Regions from separate parts of the Anser cygnoides genome. Here region 1 is linked to region 2. The links are chromatin contacts, called in public Hi-C maps. All regions are on one chromosome and are shown on one strand. Each heading gives the region's core, a stretch centred on a gene start, on an enhancer-like site or on the middle of the called end of the contact. The rest is flanking DNA. Distances are from core to core; before and after follow the strand shown. Region 1 holds the start of NBR1 (NBR1 autophagy cargo receptor). Region 2 overlaps ETV4 (ETS variant transcription factor 4).

Region 1 (2,829 bases), core at 269-2,768, 48 kb after region 2:
TGCAGGGGCTATGTGCTACCAGCTGTTCTAAGGCTGACCTAGCACCTCTTCTACGAGACTCAAACAGAAGGAGGACAGCAGCTGACCTTCTACAAGACTCAAATACAAGGAGGAAAGCAAATGATGCAGCTCACGCTTTTAATTTGAGGCAGTGACCATGCAAGAACCTTCCACAAGGTAGGCTATATTACCCATTTTTTTGGCTCTCTCTTAAGATACAACTTTTAGAACAACACAGAACAACCAGAAGAGCTACTAGAAAATTAAATCAACTTGATTAAAAGTTAAATCAACTTGATTAAATTCATCACTGCTGCTTCATCCTAACTCTGGGAATTCTAACTGCACAACATAAACCACATCCAACAAAAGTGTCTTCACTAAATAGCACTGGAAAAGCTAGACACAATCTCCTCGGTATGTCAAGTATCTGATACGCACATCTTCACAAACACCTGCCTAGGTATGCAAGGCCTGCTGGCAAGAACAGTTATAGCCACACGGGTACAAAAGGCACCAGGAAACTAAAAGCATGCATTAGCGACTAGACATCCCAGAGGATTAAAAAAAAAAAAAAAAAAAAGAGAGAAGAGAGAGAGAAAGAGAGAAATCCTCTGTAAGTAACAGAGAAGGGCTAAAGTTGCGCCGGGGAGGTTTAGGTAGGATATTAGGAAGAACTTCTTTACTGAAAGGGTTGTTAGGCATTGGAACAGGCTGCCCAGGGAAGTGGTTCAGTCACCATCCCTGGAGATCTTTAAAAGACGTTTAGATGTAGAGCTTAGTGATATGGTTTAGTGGAGGACTTGGTAGTGTTAGATCAGAGGCTGGACTGGGTGATCTTGGAGGTCTCTTCCAACCTAGATGATTCTGTTATCCAACCACATCTACTCAAATGGGCAAAAGAATGGGAAAGCAAAAAAAAAATGGGTAAGCAAAACCGAGCATCGCCAACTGGAATAGAGCAGAGCGCACAGCTCAGGCTGCCTGCCCCCACCCAAAACCAAACCAAACCAAACCAAACACCAACCCCACAACCAACCCATCAGAAACGTTCTCCAGAACAGGCTTTTCACCCCACTCCAAACATAAAACGATCCCAAAAGGCTCCAACACCCCCCGAGGCGGCAGAACCGCAAAGCACTCCGCACAGCAACACCCCCCCACCCCCTTTAACCCCCAGGCGCCGGACAAGAAGGAGCCGGGCCCCAGACTCACCATGGCCTCCACGTCGGCCCACGTCGTGTGCGCCGAGTCGGAGACGAGGAAGCTCTGGGTCTCCCCGCGGCAGCTGACGCGGAGGTTCACCTGCGGCTCCATGGCCCGCTCCTCGCGGCGAGAGGCCCCGGGAGACCCCTCAAGAGGGCCCGGGGAGGCCCCTCAGACAGCCGCTGGCCCAGCCGAGAAAGGCCCAGGAGCCAGAGCCCCTCAGCTCCGCCACCTCAACCCCCGCCACCCCCCTCAGCTCGCCCCCGGCCCGGCCGAGCCGAGCCCTGCCGCCCCTCAGCGCCCTGCCGGCCCTAACATGGCGGACAGACCCCAGCCAGCCCCCCCCGCCCTCCGCTCGATGCTATTGGTCGCCCGCCCTGTCGCTCAGCCGTCCCGCCACGCTGGTTGGTCGGGAGGCGGGGCCGCGCGCGGTGGAAGCACAACAATAACACAGCCCGGGGAAGCCGGAAGCGGGAGGACGGGCGGCGAGCCAACGGCCGCGCACTTCCGGTGCTCCCACAATGCAGCGTGCCGCACGGGCGCAACTCCCGTTGAGGAGCCGGAGGTCACGAGGGAACATCACAGCCAATCAGACACCTCGTTCCCCGCCGTGGCAACAGAGGGAGGGCCCTTCGCCAAAAAAGCAGCGAATAAGATGGCGTTTCTCGGACCGCGTGACGCAGTCGGCGAGTGCGATTGGCTGTTCGGGTGTGTTGTTTTTCTGGCTGGCGGAAAGGGCGCGAAATGCGACAGGGCAGCGGTGGGCGGGTGAGGAGCAGGGGGGAGCGGTGCGGCCTCCGGGCGGCTTCCTCCTCCCGGCCTCCTCCCGGCCTCCTCCCGAGCCGCAGCCCTGGGAACGGCCGCGGGGCTCCCCCCTGCGCCCTTCAGGCCGTGCGGCGGGGCCCGGAGCCGTCCCGTGGCGCTTTCGGGTCCTCCTTGGGTGCGGGAGGCTCGGGAAGCCTCGCCCCGGAGCCAGGGGCTGAGGTTCGGGCCCGGGGCTGAATCTTCAGGGCTGAATTTTTGGGGTAGCCCCGCGTAGAGCCGGGGGTTGGGCTCGGTGATCCCTGCGGGTCCCTCCCAGCTCGGGGTATTCCGCGATTCCGTGGCCCTCGTGGCGTGTGGGGGGAAAACGTTATCACAGAGCGGGACGGTCCAGGAACGCAACCGATTATTCGTGTTTTTCTCACTGTTTGCAGGTATTTCGGGCCGCGAAGCATGGACCTGGCCGTGGTTGCCGTTGGAGAGGTGCAGAACGTGCTCTTGGCTATGCAGAAGAACTTGGAGTGCCCTATTTGGTACGGCCGGGGAAGCGCACAACGTTGGGGTTTGGTCTTTATTTCTTCCTCTTCTGGTGAAGCGTTTTGTGAGTGGCGTGGTCATAAGAAAATATAAGGAGTAATGTTTTAAAATGAGTTAACTTTGATGTTATCTAAGAGCAAATGCAAGACAGGAAGTGCATTTTGCTTGTACGTTCTGGCAAGCATTGTTTTTGTGTTGCCACCTCCGTGAGTCGGTGCTCTATCCAATTGAAGTTAAAAAAAAAAAAAAACTTATCCACATAACTTATCTGATTAGAGCATTGTTTGTAAAGCCATGTGGATCTTTGTCACTGAAAGGTAAGTG
Region 2 (3,112 bases), core at 402-2,901:
TGAGTGAAAGCCCGATTTCCCCCACTGCCTCACCCCTGCATGGCTAATACCAGCCCTGCCAGCCTTGCTCCTGGGCCCGAGGCCAGGGAAAGCAGCTCTCCCTGCCCCAGGCGAGGCCGGGGACGTGGGGCAGCCTCCTCTGCTGCTGCCTCCTTGTGCCCAGAGCCCCGGGCAGCTCCTGGCCCTCCTGCCTTGCCCTGCTCCCACCAGGTGCCTCTGGTGTCCCAGAAGCGAGGGGGAAAGGAACCCTGCCATTGGTATAATCTGCCTTTACTATTTATGAGTGTAAAAATACTATAATTAATAAATTGGTCTATGTCTTTGGCCAGCGGCCCTTCATTCAGCCCCTGGCTGGTCCTCTCTTCCCCTCCGCGCTGGGTTTGCCCAGCTTGCAGCCCTGGGCACCTAAGCGAGAGTATAGGGAAGGGGGCTCGCTTCTGGATTTTGGTGGTGGTCCAGAAACAAACGCTTCCCTCCCTGGATATCCTCCCAGGATTAACTCCATCCTAGCTGAAACTGGGACACAGGCAGTCACACTCGCAACCCAGCCTCAATGCTCCCCCTAGCACCCAACCTCTGGCTGCAGCGAGCGCTGCCCACGCTCCCGTCCTGACCACGCACCAGCCACTGAGATGAGCTCCGTGGTTTTAATTAAAGCAATTTCTCCTTGCACCTCGTCTCTGTCTTGAGCACACGGTTATACAGGCGTGGAGGGGCCCTGTCCTGCTGCATCTGCCTCCTTCCTCAAGGCAGGCAGATGTTTCCGAGGGAAGCGTTCATGGTAATGAAAAGCTAAACTGTAGGTGTGGGATGGACCCTGCCGTGTTACTCTTATTTTCCAACAAATGCAGCTGGTAGCTTGCTTTGGTTTGATAGCTCCTTCTGCAGGATTCCCAAAGCGTTTTGTGTTTGTTGGCTGCTATTCTTCGGGCTACCCTCTCACCCTGCCAACCTTCCTTCCAGAAAGGGAATTCGGGGGGCTGATCCCCCTCCGCCTGAAATTGGAGCCCCACGTTTCGCTCGGATTTGTCGAGTCAGTGCTCAGATCGATACCGCGCGGAGCAGTTCTGGGAATCGGCGAGATCAGGTTCTCAGAACTGAAGGGCGGTGACCTCCGAAGGGCAGAGATTTATAACAGCAGCTCGGAGAGCAGGGAGCCTCTGAACGCACCCTGCTCCCCGTTCAGCACGACAGGAGAGGCTGCTGCTGCGGGAAAGGTCCTGGGGATGACAGCCGAGTGTCACCAGGTCGTGTGCTGCTCCTGGAAGTGCCGGCCCCGTCCCACCACATGGGATTTTTTAGCATCGCCCCCCCAGTTATTCATATTCACGTGCCAAAGTTGCTAAAACTTCTGCAGGCGGCAGTGCTGCCCTTCCCTGCGCCGCATGCGTTTGGCACATCGGTGGGGAGAGGCGCACGTGGCGGTGCCAGCACAGCACGGACGTCCGTGTCCCTTCCCCACAGAAACTCACAGCACAGCTTTGCCCCACATCAGACAGGTGGGAGAGGTGAGAAAGACAGCACTCGTCACAGAAAACCCTCTAACGATGGGGTTCTGCTCCTAACAACACTGACACTTGGATGCAAATATACCGAATATTCTCACACTTTTTGCTATAGTTCACTGATCATATTCAAGATTTCCCTGAGTGGCTTATTTCTCTCTGATGCTTTGGGACCAGCTGGAAATAAATCCTCAGCGGGCCTTTCTTTCTAATGTCATTTTTTTTCTAGCTTTATTTTTTCCCCCCCTCCTCCCAGCGTGCTTGCTGTTGTAACCGCGGCCTTGCTGTTACTCCGCCGATAGCCACAGCCCAGAGCCCAGCAGGACGAACCATAAATCCCTTACCCAGGGCGCGATGCAAAGTTCCTTTCTGGCCATGGTAAATAATTAACATGTAACATTACAGCATGTCCCAGATGTACGCTCAGCGTGTGCTGTCTAGGGCAAAGGAATTAGCCCTAACAGGTTGCAAGCAGAGCTGAATCATCTTGAGAACCGCATCAACAGGATTTTCTGAGGCAATTTGTTGAGGCTGACCCAGGAAATATTTCTATTGACAGCCTTCATGCCCTGAAATAAGTACGAGTGGTGATAATTAAGGGCAAGGGCAGCAGCAATTCTCCCCTTACGGGCTGAGCACTGACCAGGAAGGCAATAGAGTCAGCTGAAAGTGTTTTATGCAGAAAAAGCTGAAGGCAGAGCCAGCTGCAGCAGATATTCTTTTGCTGCTTTGGTGCCGGTCCTGTCCCCCAGCACGGAGCATCGAGCACCGCGCTGGACAGACGCATTTCACACCATTACACCAGCCACGGAAAAGCACAGATAACTCCAGGGGCAATAACACCAGGACATTTGACTCCTTGTAATGTTTTATGGACGTATAACACTCCTGAAAAAGACATTGGCATTAGTTTTGCCAATATGCTCGAGAGATTCGCTCTGATAAATGAATCGGCCCTAATGACACCCATGCACATCTCCCCATCCTCCCCTGCGTTGGAATCACGGTAACGGTGTAATCTGCCACGACGCTGGAGCCCATTTCGCACAATTAATATTGATCCCTCAGCGCCTTGATGGCTGAGAGACCGAGGAGACGAAGCGCCCGCCAGCATGCTAAATGTGGGGGTGGAGGAGAGCGGAGGAACCAGCCTCGACAGGAGGCTGCCCCTCGGTCCTCCCCCCCCAAAATTTGCTGCCCCAGAGCACCGCGTGCTCCTCACTTGGGGAAAAAATCCCCTTCATCCCCTGCTCCCTGCAGCCAGGGACAGCCACACGCAACCCACTCCTCTCCCAAAAAAAATCCTTAGCAGAGCCCAGCCTCCAGAGCTGCACTCTCCCAAAAGAGAGTGGCTGAACCAAGGGATAGCCACGCACCTCGGGGGGATCGCCGCTTGCTCTGCTCGGGGGATTAATCACTGTTCTCTTGGCCCTCCTGGAAATAGGGGCAGGTAGCAGGTGAGAAAGCAAAGCAGCAGGAAGGGAGGGACCACGGGGGAGCTCGTTAGCTGCAGTAGCTAATGGCACCCGACGTGCCTCGGAGGTTGGCCTCTGTGCTGCTGCCTGGTGCCACCTGTTTCCATTTCCCTCCGTTAGCTTCGTGCCTGC

The links. Hi-C and Micro-C count contacts between places; a contact is called where the count stands out from the background.
Region 1: a Hi-C map of liver shows a contact between it and region 2, with 2.8 times the contacts expected there. The contact joins the promoter of NBR1 here to the enhancer-like site in region 2. A contact is called at or near these places in 2 of 7 Hi-C or Micro-C datasets (both in liver).

The regions. Positions count from the first base shown.
Region 1 is chr22:6,623,893-6,626,721 of Taihu_goose_T2T_genome, forward strand. It overlaps NBR1 (NBR1 autophagy cargo receptor), which reads right to left and starts at 1,519. Exons shown (of 21, transcript XM_013200897.3): 1 at 1,216-1,519. The coding sequence starts at 1,317. BRCA1 (BRCA1 DNA repair associated) reads left to right here and starts at 1,676. Exons shown (of 23, transcript XM_013200906.3): 1 at 1,676-1,914; 2 at 2,403-2,501. The coding sequence starts at 1,862.
Region 2 is chr22:6,575,645-6,578,756 of Taihu_goose_T2T_genome, forward strand. It overlaps ETV4 (ETS variant transcription factor 4), which reads left to right. Exons shown (of 13, transcript XM_066981805.1): 13 at 1-324. Among named protein-coding and RNA genes, the nearest start is that of ETV4, 19 kb to the left of the region's middle. Within about 2 kb of position 1,652, at least 2 of the 3 cell types and tissues checked have open chromatin away from gene starts, as enhancers often do. A contact at or near this core is called in liver, where this site is marked.